Linked DNA regions of Hordeum vulgare: region 1 is linked to region 2. Evidence: chromatin contacts called from public Hi-C data. All regions are on one chromosome and are shown on one strand. Each heading gives the region's core, a stretch centred on a gene start, on an enhancer-like site or on the middle of the called end of the contact. The rest is flanking DNA. Distances are from core to core; before and after follow the strand shown. Region 1 has its middle 290 kb from the start of LOC123444283. Region 2 holds the start of LOC123444278 (putative methyltransferase DDB_G0268948).

Region 1 (7,699 bases), core at 2,583-5,082, 520 kb after region 2:
CACATCCACAAGAGCGACTCCGAGGGGCTTTAGCGTGTCGGAAGGTGATATGTCTATTTTGCATCATGTTTTCTTATTGATATTTGTTACATTTTCAGTGAGTATTTCACTTTATGATGGAATCCTGATCTTCTTTTTCTCTTAGTTTACAAGGATTATATAAAGAGAGAAATTACCAACAACTCGAATTCTGGACAAAAAGGGTGATAGAAGAGTTGAATATTTTCTAGAACTCCAAATGATTTGAAAATTAAGAAAGAATTATTTTGGAATATATAAAAATTATTAACTTGAGGAAGAATCATCGGAGAAGGACCCAGAAGGTGGTCACATGTCTGATTGGCACGCCCTACCCCCTAGGGCGTGCCCACCGGGCTTGTGCCCCCTGACCCTCAAAAGCCTATCTTCTCCTATATGGTGTCATTTAACCTAGAAGAATCATAAGATTACTTTTGGGACGAAGCGCCGCCGTCTCAAGGTTAAACTTGGGCAGGAGCACTTTTATTCTCTGACGGAGCGATCCCGCCGGGGAAACTTCCCTCCAGAAGGGGAAATCAAAACCATCGTCATCACCAATGCTTCCTCCACCATGGTACGATCAATCTTCATCAACATCTTCACCAGCACCATCTCATCTCAAACCCTACTTCATCTCCTATATTCAATGTTTGTCTCAAAACCTTAGATTGATACCCGTGGGTTGCTAGTAGTGTTGATTACACATTCTAATATTCATTATACCTCTGATCTTGTACATTATAATGATTTGTGACTAGTTTCTTTTGTTCTTGAGGACATGTGACAAGTCTTGTTATAAGTAATCATGTGATATGGATATTCGTTTGATATTTTGATGATGTGTATGTTGCTCTTTCTTTAGTGGTGTTATGTGAACATGGACTACATGACACTTCACCATATTTGGGCGTAAGGGAAAGCATTGGGGAATAATAAGTAGATGATGGGTTCCGAGAGTGACATAAGCTTAAACCCTAGTTTATGCGTCATTCTGTAAGGGTCCGATTTGGATTCATATGTTTCATGATATGTTTGGATTTATCTTAATTCTTCATACGTAGTTGCGGATGCTTACGAGAAAGGTTTATTATAAGAGGATTGTTTCGCCCCGGTCCATCCATATATTAAATTATCAAAGTACCCAACACGAATTAATTGGACATGATGAACATGATTAGACAACAATTTCCATGTGTTGAGAGCGCTTTACTTCATATAAGAGAACTTTCATGCTTGTCCTTTGTTATAAAAATGATTAGACCACCTTGCTGCAACTTAGTTATAATTGTTACTTGTCACTTGTCACGAATTATACTTTTATTAAACTATCTGTTACTATCATTCTCACTGCTTGCAAAATCACCTTGCCAAAAATCATTTGTCATTTTCTTCTGCTCCTTGTTGCGTTCGACACTCTTACTTATCGAAAGTATTACAATTGATTTTTTATACTTGCGGGTCATTAAAAAGCTCATCTATGTAATGCAACATATTGTTGCACCCAATACGAATACCAAGGAGAACCACTCCTCTTCTTCTATTCATGTATAAAAAAACCATGCAATCAGAATCACCATCCCATTACAAAAAGCCCTCACATATCATAAAATTAGCCCAACCCTGGATAAAAAATATTTGTATTCAAAAAAATGTTATGAAAATTAAAATAATGTTTATAAAATTTATAAAATGTTCAGAAATTCAATGTTTTTATGAATTAGAAATAATTTCATCAATTTTAAATAAGTACCCTGATTCAAAAAATGTTGATGAATTACAAAAATTGTTCCCTAATTTTGGAAAATATTTCATGGACTCGATAAATGTTCTCCGATTCAAAATAATTTTTCATGTGTTTAACAAAAATGTTTGTGATATTTTAAACCAAATTATAAAATTTGAAAAAATAATGTCATCAACTCGAATATGTTTAGGATTTTAAAATACGTTCATGAATTTGAAATATCTTCATGAATTCTAGAATGTTCATGATTTTTAAAAATCGTTCAAAATTTGAGGAAATATGATCACAAAGAAAAATGATTATGGCAAAAAAAGAAAAAGGAAAGGGAAAAGGAACGAAAGGACAAAAAAGGGCAAATGAAAAATAAAAAGCTACATAAATTAAAAAGAAACCAAAAAAATTAAAGATAGGAAATAATGAAGAAATAGAAAAACTCGTGTAGATGAAATCCAAAATGTACCATCAAAAAATAAAATCTCAGATTGTAAGCTAGGTCATTAACAAGCTTGCGGGATACTTGCTAGCATCAAATTGGCGACCAAATGCATAGGGGCGCCCCAGCTTGGTCGTCTCATCCGCAAGGGCACTCTAGCAAGCGCCCTAAGATTCTTAGGCAATTATTGAACCCACAATCTATTTCTACCATTTTTGAATTTGTGGTTGATATTTTAGAAAACATGGAATTTGTTATATAAAGTAAACATTCAATAAAATTTGATAACATTTTCAAAAAATACGAACATGTTTTTTCTAACATATGATTTTATGAGCATCTATAAATGTTTTTTGATAAGGCAATCATTTCTTAGAAAACACGAATGTATTTAGAACACTAAAACTTCTTTAAATTATAATACAAAATGTCAGAAACTATGAATGATTTTGCGTGGGCACATTTTTTCGAAAAACTAATTACTTGTTCGTAAACACGGATATTTTTGGACTTTATCGGGATTTTTGAAAACAAACAACATTTTTCTGAATTTCTAATACTTTTTTAATTTTAAAAGTTCAATGTAAAATAGGAAAGCATACGGGCGCAGAACCCCCTTCCCCGCTGTCCAGACCCATACGCGAGCTAGACCACAACCTGTTTTCTGGGTTTTTTATGTTTTCCATTTTTTTTTGTTTATACTTTAGAATATTTAAAATATATTTATTACAAAAGTCTACAAATATTTTTTGGAAAAATTTGAATAGACATTCGAACAATGTTGAACAAGTATTTAAAAAAGGTATCAAGCATTAGGGAAATGTTGAACAAGTATTTAAAAAATATTGAATAAGTATTAGAAAAAGGTTGATTGAGTATGCGAAAAAGGTTGAACAAGTAGGTATTTGAAAATGTTGAACAAGTATTTGGAAAAATATCTATGATGTATACAGAAATATTAAACATGTATTTACAAAATGTCGAATAATTATTTTAAAAATGGTGAACACGAAAAAATATTGATCTTGTATATAAGAATTTAGAATGAAAAACAAAAAAGAAACTAAGAACAAAAACAAAAAATGAAAAACAAAAAATGAAGCAAATAAACCAAATGAAAAAAGCTTAAGAAATAAAATAAGGAAAAACCCGGAGAATGGAAAAGAAAACGAGAAAACCCTGGAGAAAGCCTGGTTCTTTTCCTCTTTATAGGTACGATTTGTGCTACTACTATCATGAACCGAAAGTCAATCTACTGGCTTGATGTAGTTGCTCTAAGCCAAGAGACGACGGCTTGAATCCGAGCTGCGTTCCATTTTCTGTTAGTGCGTTTTTCCTCCTACTCTATGCGTTCGTGAGTGTGCCTGCCCGATTAGCGTAGTCTAAGCGAACGATCTTTTCATCTACTCTCTCCATCCCAAAATAATTGTCTCAACTTTATACTACCTTTAATATAAGAATTATACTAAGCTTAAGACACTTATTTTCGAACGGAGAAAGTAGTTTTTTTTAGACAAATCTTTCCTTCTAGCTTAAACTGAGAAATAGTCGTAACGTTGCAAATGGACGCACAACCCTCCTCCCCGCTGGGCAGGACCATTTTTTTTCTGTTTTTCAGACCATAAAAATAGGAAAATGCTATTTGACGCATCTTGCGTCAAAGTGTCGGGGTATCGCACAGGCGTATGAAGGGACAGGATGGCCCATAAGGATTCCACTGATTGCGGTTTTGGGAACCTGCTGGAAGGTTTCAAGCGGTTTTTTCCGGTTTTGTGGACCTTCCATAAGGTTCTTGAACCTTTTTTTTTGTTTCTGTTCGTTTTTGTTATCCACTATTTTTTCAGTTTTTTCTTCTGTTTTGTATCCTTTTTCTTTCTTTTTTATTTTTTCTTTTTAATAGTTTTAGTTTCTCAAGTTTTTTTAACAAATATTCATAGTTTCAAAACTTGGTTATTTTTCTAGATTCCAACTTTGTTCACAACTCGAAAAATGTTCATGGTTTCAAAATTTGTTCACAATTCGAAAAAAAGTTTCCGATTACAAAATTTCTTCCGGACTTTGGAAAATGTTCCAGAAATTGAAAAAATGTTTGAAATTTGAAAAAAATGTTCCGGAGTTTGGAAAATGTTCGGAATTTGAAAAAAAGTTTTAGAATATAAAAAACTGTTTCAGAATCTGAAAAAATGTTTCGGAGTTTGAAAAAATGTTCTAAATTTGAAAGAATGTTCCGAAAATACAAACAATATACCGGAATTTGTAAAAATGTTCTGGAATTTGAAAAAATGTTCCGAAATTATAAAAAAGTTTCTGAAATTTTAAAATGTTCCGGAATTTGAAAAATATTCCGGTATTTTAAAAAATGTTCCGGAATTTGAAAAGAATTTCTGCAATTTGTAAAATGTTTGAGAATTTCAGAAATGTTCCGGAATTTGAAAAAATGCTCCACATATTAAAAAATGCTCCATATTTGAAAAAATGTTCTTGAATTTGCCAAATGTTCCGGAATTTGTTAAAATGTACTAGAATTCAAAAAAATGTTCCAGAAGTTGACAGTTTTTCCGGAATTTTAAAAAATGTTCCAGAATTTGAAAAAATATTACGAGATTTTCAAAGTGATTTTTTACATATTTTATAAAAATATTTCTGTTTTTAAATTTTGTTCTCATAATTCAAAAATTGTTTGTGCTTAAAAAATGTGATCATGCTTTCAAATTTGTTTGGGATTTTTCAAAATTGTTGTCCTTTTCAAAATTTTGTTCTCAAGATTCAAAAAATGTTCACGCTTCCAAAAAATTCATGTTTTTTTGAAAATTCTTCTTTAAATTCGAATAATGTTTTCGCTTTAAATAGAAATTTGGTCACGCTTTTCAAATTTGTTTGCGATTTTTCAAAAAAAAAATCACCTTTTCAAGATTTTGTTCTCGAGATTGAAATAATGTTTGTACTTTGAAAAATATTAGAGCTTTCAAATTTGTTCACGAGTTTGCAAAACTGGTCTCGGTTTCAAAACATGTTCTCAAGATTCAAATTATTATTTGTTCTTTAAAAAATTGTTTGCGCTTTCAAATTTTTTCCCCGTTTAAAAAAAAGTTCATGTTTTAAAAAATGTTTATGGTTTCAAATTTGTTCACAGTTTGAAATATTTTCATAATTTTAGTTTTTGGTGACGAATTTAAAATTTATTGATATTTCAAAATTTGTTCACAGTTTAAAAAATGTTGCAGTCTCAATATTTATTCACAATTCAAAAAATATTCACTGTTTCATAAATTTGTTCATAATTCGATTTTTTTCCAACAAATAGTGAAACTCCTAATAACGCGTTTCTATGAAACAGTGAAATACCTGGTAGTATTTTTAAACAGCTGAACCTGCAGAAAACAACAAAACAATACATAGAAACAAGTGAACCAGCGTCAAGCAGCCAAAACCCGCGAGTAGGCTTCCCGAGTGCGAAGCCACACCTATTGGACGCAGAATGCGTCCATTAGGACTGCCCATAAAAATATACGCTGGTACTGAGAATCAAACACGGGACTTTCTTAGGGCTTGTACAATAATTTATAAGATAGTCTTATATTAAGTTTTGTATGTAATTTAGAGATGATAAAAAAGTTTTATAATGGGTCATCTCTTAGCCTTATATTTAATAACTAGTTATTGTAAAAATGTAGTAAGACATATTATGCTAAGAGATCATCTATTGTCTTCTCTTAAATAAGAAAAAACAAAAACCTTTCTTATGAATTCTCTCTCTTCACTTCAGGATTTATCCTATGTGACACTTCTAAAATAGCATTATTGTACATGTCATGTGCCACACCGCAATAAGCAATCCGCCATGCGAACTTGATGTGCGCACTTCCATATTTTCTTTATCTTCATTACATTTTCTATATTTCTAAAAAAAAACCTTTTTCCATTTTTTGTTTACCTTCTTTGTTGTTTTTTCCATTTTTCGTTTTCTTTTTTTATGTTTTTTGTTCTTCATTTTCCTTTTCCTTTTTTCCGTCTTCTTTTTCTTCTTCCCTCTTTCTCATTCAATGAACTTTCTTCAAATATGCCAGCATTTTTCAAACATGATAATTTTTTTGTAATTTAATGAACTTTATCAAATTTGATGATTTTTTCAACTTTAATGAATTGTTTTCACATTCATATTTTTTTCTTAATATTGATGTATATTTAAAAAATTGATAGAAACTAACAAATTTGAAGAAATTTGCTAAATTCGATGATTTTCTAAAATTCATCAGTTATTCAATTTCTATGAACTTTTTAAAATTCGATGAACCCTTTTCAAAATTGATGATTTTTGTTTCTTCAAATTTGTTATTTTTTTAAAGACGATGGACTTTTGTGTATATTGATGAATGCTTTATAAAATCATTGACCTTTTTCTACAAAATGATGAACTTCAATGAACTTTGTAAAGTTTGTTTATAATTTTCTTCGAAGATCATGATTTTTTTTCTCGAAATCAATGGACATTTTTTAAAAGAATTGTTTTTCAGCAATAATGAACTTCGTCTCAAAATCAAATATTTATCAAACTTGATGAATATTGTTGTCAAAATTGATGAACTTTTTTCAATATTGATGAACGCTTTACAAAATCGATGATTTTTTGTAAAATAATGATGAACTTTGATGACCAATTTAAAGTGTGTTTATACTTTAAAAAAATGATGAACCTTCTCTCGAAGTCGATGAAATTTGTTAAATTCATGATTTATTTAAGATAAATAAAAATTCTAAGTGATAAAAAATAGCGAGGCCACTTGTTTTTATATTTTGAGCGCTGTTATTAGTCACAAGTTTCAATGGTTGTAGTGGCTTCCAAATGTCACTCTCACACGTCGTTACTTGGTGCATTCTTAGCCGTCACCACGTGTCATGGACGGTTCCTCCAGATTTTGTTTGTTATATTATTTTTCACCACGCGTTTTCGGTTTTTTAGATGGTTTTTTGTTGGGGGTTTTCAGCTTTCCGGTTTTTCACCACTCTTCTTATCTTTTTGAGGAAAATATTTTTTCATTTTTTTGCGTGAAAAACGTGTTTTTTCCTTCCTTGATTGGCACAGTTTTGCTTCGAGGAGAGGCTTGGATTTGCTTTCACGAGAGAAACGACTGTGCCTTTAGGAATAAAAAACGTGTTTTCCTTCCATGAGAGGCATGACCGTGCCTTGAAACAAAAAAACAATTTTTTACCTTTCACAAGAGGCATGGTTTTGCTTCTGCGAGAGGCACGAATTTACTTCCGCGAGAGGCATAATCGTGCCTTTTGTAAATGAAAAAAAACACATTTTTTCCTTTCGTGAGAGGCACGACTATTGTCGGGACCGTGGGACCGATGGTATCCAGGCCCATTTTTTGCGGGCCCATGCGAAACGCATGCCGAAGACTAAACATGATCCATCTTTGGACCTCGCGCCCAAGGCCCCCGCAAGGACCCCCGCCTCGCGAGCGGGATGCCTGCATGCATCGTCGGGTGCCGCGCCAAGC
Region 2 (7,024 bases), core at 3,204-5,703:
TGGCGACCACTCTCCCAACCGCCGCCGCCGCCGCCGCCGCCGCCACCTCTACCGTTCGGATCTTCCAACCGACCCGATTCCACCTCCCTAGAACCTCTCCCGTTCTTGCCCCCTCGCGTTCCGCCAGTCGCCGCCTCTCCGGCATCACCTGCTCTCCCGGGATTGCCAGCGTCGCCGGCAAAGCGACGTCCCCGGAAGACGCCGTACGCATCGTGGCCGTCGTCGGCGACGGAAGCATCAGTCCGCTCAAGGATACACCCTGGGACGAGGTTATGCGCCATACGGTACGGCCTCGCTCTTAACCCATCAGTTCGCCCCTCCCACGTTCTGAAACGATCGCAGGGGGGAAAAACTTTGCGGCCCTGTGAGTGTTACTTTGGAATGTGAAGTGATTTTACCGATTTCCTGCTGCGCATACTTCACAATTTTGCATACGGTAAACAATTAGTGCCATCTGCACTGTCTGAACAGGATCAACAGCTTCAGTTTGGACACTGCTAATGTTTGAACTTTGAACTTGTTGTTTTGGCCTCAGTTGCTAATCCTTGAATTATGAAGCATATGACTAGTATCATCATCTCGGTTCAAAATGCTTAAATTGTTTATTATTGAATAATATATGGAGTGCTACGGTTCAGATACATTTCTGCAGGTGAGCATGACCTGTGCAGTTTTCGGCTTTTCGTTTGCTTTCCTTCAATAAAAAATCAAGTGCAACACCTTATTTCTTTTGAGGATAAACCTATGTGCTGGCATTACTAGAATCTACTCCCTCCATTCCTAAATATTTGTCTTTTTAAAGATTCAACTACGGACTACATACGGAACAAAATAAGTGAATCTACACTCTAAATTATGTCTATATACATCCGTATGTAGTCCGTAGTGAAATATCTAAAAAGACAAATATTTAGGAACTGAGGGAGTAGATGCTAATTTATACAGTCTCACAAATCAGTTTACTGCCTAGTATAATCTTGCATCTTTGTTTTTCATTAGGCTGATAGGTTGAAGTGGGTTGATGAAGGGTTTGAAATGCTTGTGTTCACTGACAAGTCGATTGACCATGATGATCTTAGGAAAGAATTGTCTCATTGTGATATGCTAGTCAATGTTGCAATAACAGGCCAGGAGTCTGTTCAGTGGCTTACACAAAACAGTAAGAACATCCCGAATGTACTTTGCTTTCAGTCATCTCCGTCCTTAGTAAACAAGCTAGGAGGCACATCTGTTCAATACACTGGAGAGCAGGACTTCTTTGGCAAGCTAATCAATGTTGGAAAACCAAGTGGAACAGAGGAATCAACTGAAGTTCTCAAGACGATATCCAATGCCTGGGAAAGGCACAACTCAGATGACATTAGGTTTTGCTTGCTTGTTGTGGTTAATGCATACATAAGACCGGTCGCTATGCTGAAAAACCTTAGGGCAAAAGGTCTCTCTACCCTAGGCTGTATGATAAAAAACTGCGGTCCTCAAATACTGAATTGCTTGTTTGATCCCGACTGTAGGAAAGCCATTCAGTGCTTGAATTCTTGCTCTCCAACTGACCAGGTCTGCAACTATCGCTGCATTGCATCGTACGAGAGTCCGCATCTAGAGGCTTTTTCTCTCTGTGTTTTGCAAAAGAACAACTGTCTTGAGCTCAATGCTGAGATCCCTAGTAAACCCTCTGTAACCCCGCTATCAGTGTTCAGAGAAGAAAAGCTTAGCCATGAAGTTGCGGAAGATTTGTTTGTCGGTTGGCTGGACAGCTTGGAGTGGAGTTGGAGAGTTGTAGCTGGACAAAATCCAGCATATGACCAATTCCCATGCCAGTATCAATTATTCTACAGAGGGAAAGCTAAAGGTTCATTTTGGTATGAGCCAATTTTTCAGGTCAGGACCCTGGAAGGGAAGCTGGTTTGGAGGCGTAGAAAGTACAGAGTGAAAAGAGCTAGCATCCCTGGTACATTTTATTTCAGTGTGCTGGATAATGGTGTGGTTTCAAAAGAGTTTTGGACAGTTGTCGATGTTTCGGATGATTTCAGCTGGGGTCTGTTCCATTACCATGGAGCTGCTCAGGCTGCTGGACAATCATACACTGGAGCAGTGCTTGTTACCCCTGATGGGTCTTATCCTGATGGGGACAACCCAAGATTGGACTCTGCTTTGGAGAAATGTGGTATCAAGAAATGGGAGCTTTTTATGGTTGACAACTGCTCCTGCACGGGTGCGCCTTTGGGAACTCCCGAAGGTTCACGGCTGCATTACCAGATTGCTCCAGGAAAAGAAGCTGATATTATGCAGAGAATTCTCTGATGAATTGTTCACACAGCATGAAAGGGGAAATTTCTTTCCCAACTGATGTACATGTGCACCTCTACTTACACGGCTGTAAAGAATGGCGGCGCATCTTGCCAAATGGAACTTATTTGTAACTGGTAGGTATATTTTCTCATTCTTACATATACTGCTACTTGTCATATAATACATCACCTTTCTTGTTGCCATCATCATGCCCAATGCTTAATAACATAGATAAAGGGTTCCAAGTCAATAAATAAACTAATTCGATACAAGATTGTTCAGTAAAACTCTCCTGTGTTTCCAAATTGTCAATTGGGTTTTCTGCTTTTCTCATCATGACAGGTTGAGAGCATGCGGTGTTCAAGGGGTGTCTTCAGTACCTGTATAAATCCTGGATGCTCACACATAGCAGGACATAGGCCCGCATCCTGTGCTCGCTATGCCAGTCCCACTGTCCCCGATCTCCAACAACAGCCTCTCTGCAGTCTGCTGATGCCCCATTTCGTCCGCTGTACAATTACCTTGTGCAGTAAACGTTGCTCGTAGAAACTTGTACATTTATAGGAGAGTGTTATGTGACGCCTGTTGTTACGGTGCTTATATCTTTTACTGCCTGTTGTAAACCTGTAGTCAAAACAAGCCATTAGTTTGTAGATAACCAATGAACCAAATACTCTCTCCGTTCCTAAATATAAGTCTTTTTAGATATTTCACTAGAAGACTACATACGGATGCATATAAACATATTTTAGAATATAGATTCATTCATTTTGCTTCGTGTGTAGTCTCTAGATGAAATCTCTAGAAAGACTTATATTTAGGAACGAAGGGAGTACTAAATAGTTAATGCATGTGTTGTTGTAATGTTTAAGCATCTTGAAGTGTTCTCACTTAGAGCATCCTAGTAGACACCGTAAAAGGGTCGAACCTGCAAAATTCCGGCCAGTATACGGGTTTGGTCTGTTTTAGTGGTTAGAACAGACCCTGTCTCGTATGTTCGGCCCGTAAATTTTTTACCGCGGCCCGCAAAAAGACCCCTCGAGCCGGCATATATATGGTTTTACAGCGCGTTTACGGGTCGAACCCTAACCTCCATCACCGTAGCTCCGCCGCGATTCAAACACCCACTCCGCCCTAATTTCTCGTCGTCGGCGAGACAAAAAAACCACCAGCGGGCTGTCCCGACCATGGACGGCCATGGAAATGGAGGGGATGACGCCGAGCGTCGTCGCCGCCGCGTCTCCGACGCCGCACGCAAGCCGGGATCCCGGAGGTGGCTGAAGTATGGCCTCCGGCCGCCGCAGGCTTTCGAGCGTCACGAGCTCGAGGCGTACGAGCTCGCGGCTCGACGCGTCGGCTCCTTTGCTGCTGGGAGTTCGTTCGCGGGCGCGTCGTCCTCGCGGACCATAACTCCGGTGAGGAGAAGGGCGGAGGAGCTTGGGCCGCTCGCCGTCAAGCTCGAGGACGACGTCGACGAGCTGCGTGGAGGGGTCATCGACCCCGAGGATTACCTCCCCCCTCGGGGTGGGAGGATCACCTCATGCGCCATCATGGAGCGCTCGGTGAGGGAAGCGGTGGAGGACGCCGCGCGCAACCGTCGCTAGCTGGAGATCGAGCAGATCTTCCTCGAGCAAGGGGTCACGGCGTCGCAGGCGAGTGTGTCCAAGGAGGCGGACCTGCGCATCCTGAAGGCCGAGCAGGACAAGATGTGGATCGACCTCGACTCCACCTCCGATGAGGAGTAAGCTCCTCCTGCTCCTCCGCCGCGCCGTCGTCGCCGCACCCGTCCTTTTTGGTAGCATTGGGTCGGGTACGTTGCACGGCCCTCAGACCCTCCCCCTAGTAGTAGTATGCCGAACTAATGTAGTTTGATGAAGAACTGATGTAATTTTTACAATAACCATGCCTATGTTCGATGAATGATGTAGTAGTTGCTTCCCGCGAGCACTTTTTTCTTCAAATTTTATAATTTCATATACAGGGTCTGCAACGCAACATTTCGTCCCGTAAAACCTTACTTTATCGAATTGTAAAACGGTACACGTTTACATGTCGTGATTTTACAGTGTTTGTTAGATATGGTCTTATGGGTGCTGAAGCATATTGTGGATGCTCAGATAGTTCAGTTCGGTGCATACAATCATGTTGGCGAAGCAAAAATGGTGTGCACCACACAAGCTGGAGTAAGCAAAGTCGCATACGTCTGGTTGACCTGCTTTATACCCGAAACCCACAGGTTTCATTCAGATGTGATGCGTTCCAATGGATACGTGGCAGTGTAAAGTCTGAGAAACAAATTGCTGCAGTTTACAATTCTGAATCCTAGATTCCTACTGTAGTGGATAATTCATGGCTACATTTTTATATGGATCATGTGACCACATTGACTTTGACTTTGACTCTGACCTCCGTGATAATAGTCTATAAATTCCATCCAGATCCAGCCCTTCAACTGCAATTCGCACTTTATAGACCGACGGTTGATAGCAGAGCACAAGAATGGCGGGGCTGTATGAGAAGCCGTCGGAGACGTACGCCGAGAAGCGGCCGCGGTACCCCGAGGAGTGGTTCTCCAAGCTCGCCTCCCTCACCGCCGGCCACCGCCGCGCCTGGGACGCCGGCTGCGGCAGCGGCCAGGCCTCCGTCAGCGTAAGCCTCCAACCCTTTAAGCCACGCCGTCTGTTTGTCTGATCTGAACTCTGAGATGAGTCGAGCGAGCACCTGAAAAAACGAACCCCCCTCCCTCCTCCTCAGATCGCGGAGCACTACGACGGCGTGGTGGCGACGGACGTGAGCGAGGGCCAGCTCCGCCACGCCATCGCGCACCCCAAGGTGCGGTACCTGCACACGCCGGAGGGCCTCCCGGAGGACGAGCTCGTCGCGCTGGTCGGCGGCGAGGGCTCCCTGGACCTGGTCGTCGTGGCGACCGCGATCCACTGGTTCGACGTCCCGCTCTTCTACGCCGTGGTGAACCGCGCCCTCAAGAAGCCCGGCGGCGTGCTCGCCGTGTGGGGGTACAACTACGACATCCACCCGTTCGGGGAGAAGCTGCAGGGGACGCTGTACCCGGCCATGCGGCCGTACATGGACCCGAGGACGAGGCTGGCCATGGAGCGGTACCACGAGCTGCCGTTCCCCTTCGAGCCCGTCGGGGTGGGCCGCGAGGGCGAGCCGGCCGATGTCGACATGGAGGCGGAGATGACGCTGGAGGACCTGGCCGGGTTCGTGATGACCGGCTCCGTCGCGACGACGGCCAGGGAGAGAGGGGTGGACCTGGAGGCGCTGGTGAAGGATGTGATGAAGGAGATGGAAGAGGGGTGGGGGGATCTGCCGACGGTGCCCAGGAAGCTTGTGTTCAAGGCCTTCATGCTGGCTGGGAGGCCCATGTGACGTGATGATGAGCTGCTGGGTGTGGTGAATTGTGATCAGTGACCTTTGTTTTCTCTTGGTCAGAATAACATGTACGTTCCTAAATATAAGTCTTTTAAGCGATTTCACTAAGGGTCTACATACGGAGCAAAATGATTGAATATATACTCTAAAGTATGTCTATATACATCCGTATGTAGCCCACTAGTGAAATCTCTACAAAAACTTATATTTAGGAACGGAGGGAGTAGAGTAAAAGTTGACTGCTTATTACTCCATCCGTTTCAAAATCTCTACTATCAAAGCAAAGTTGTTGGTTCGCCTCATGACGGGGTAATGGCGCCGGGTATATCAAAGTGGAGGAAATCTCACTCCAACACATTTAGGCGTCGGCTGCGGTTCGTCTCACCGTCGTGTTGCTGGCCGGCTAGCGCCAACGATAGCCGGCGGGTCAACGCCCGTACTAGCGTACGATGACAATCCCTTGAAGGAGCATGCATGGTTAAAGTGCGTGTTGACAGATCCGACGAGGCTACAGGGCGCCATGATGCAAGCATGACAAGGCTATAGGGGCATCGACACCATGATGCAAGCATGACAAGGCTATAGGGTCATCGATCACTTTCGAGGCTGATTGGGCGAGCCCGTTCTCTAGCAAAGCCTGTGCCTACCAACTCCTTGACGACCGGCGTGCTTACCGCTGTGGTGCTTGACCAGCGGGTCCGTGTCAGACAATACTCGACAACAGATGGGCCCACAGCCAGCCAGAGAGGCTCGCAGCCGGGTCCCGACCCTTCTTTTCCCCCACTATTGTAATCCAAACCCTAGCCCCCACATAGAGGGGTTGGTTTGCTCCCGAATACTCACAACACTCCACATTACACACCCCATAGAGGTAGCGAGACTCGTAGCGAGAGCTCTATCTTTCTACTCATGAACAGCTTAAGGACGCGCCTATATTGTGATCACCTATAGTCACACGAGCAGGATTAGGGGTTTTACCTCATCGGAGGGCCTTGAACCTGGATAGATCGACGTCATATGTCTTGCACCTTCATCTGTTCCCAGACGCCGCCGGCGCACGTCAGTCCCAAACTACGAACTAAGTCATCCCCTCGCATCTGTCGTGGAAATACCACGACAGTTGGCCTCACCATGGGCCCGATAGCAACGTCGGCCGGAGTAACGTTTCGGGCGGGACCCTTCACCCTTTTTGACGTGCTCGTGGCGCACGGCTTTGTCATGGGCTACGGTGGCGCTCGACTGCGTCAACGACAATGCCCACTGCCTCGAGGACGTGGACTTCCCCATCGATGGCTCCATCGTCCCATTCGGCTCGCACCATGTCTACGTCGCGGTCGTCCTC

Evidence for each region. A called contact is a pair of places that touch in the nucleus more often than the background predicts.
Region 1: a contact with region 2 is called in a Hi-C map of leaf, with 6 times the contacts expected there. The contact joins the enhancer-like site here to the promoter of LOC123444278 in region 2. A contact is called at or near these places in 3 of 6 Hi-C or Micro-C datasets (leaf and seedling).

What each region holds. Positions count from the first base shown.
Region 1 is chr3H:463,894,264-463,901,962 of MorexV3_pseudomolecules_assembly, forward strand. No RefSeq gene overlaps it. Among protein-coding and RNA genes, the nearest start is that of LOC123444283, 290 kb to the right of the region's middle. Within about 2 kb of position 3,833, at least 2 of the 3 cell types and tissues checked have open chromatin away from gene starts, as enhancers often do. A contact at or near this core is called in leaf, where this site is marked.
Region 2 is chr3H:463,376,477-463,383,500 of MorexV3_pseudomolecules_assembly, forward strand. It overlaps LOC123444278 (putative methyltransferase DDB_G0268948), which reads left to right and starts at 4,454. Exons shown (of 2, transcript XM_045120956.1): 1 at 4,454-4,938; 2 at 5,044-5,786. The coding sequence starts at 4,789. The coding sequence ends at 5,679. It overlaps LOC123444277 (violaxanthin de-epoxidase, chloroplastic), which reads left to right. Exons shown (of 3, transcript XM_045120955.1): 1 at 1-284; 2 at 1,000-2,423; 3 at 2,632-2,997. The coding sequence ends at 2,301.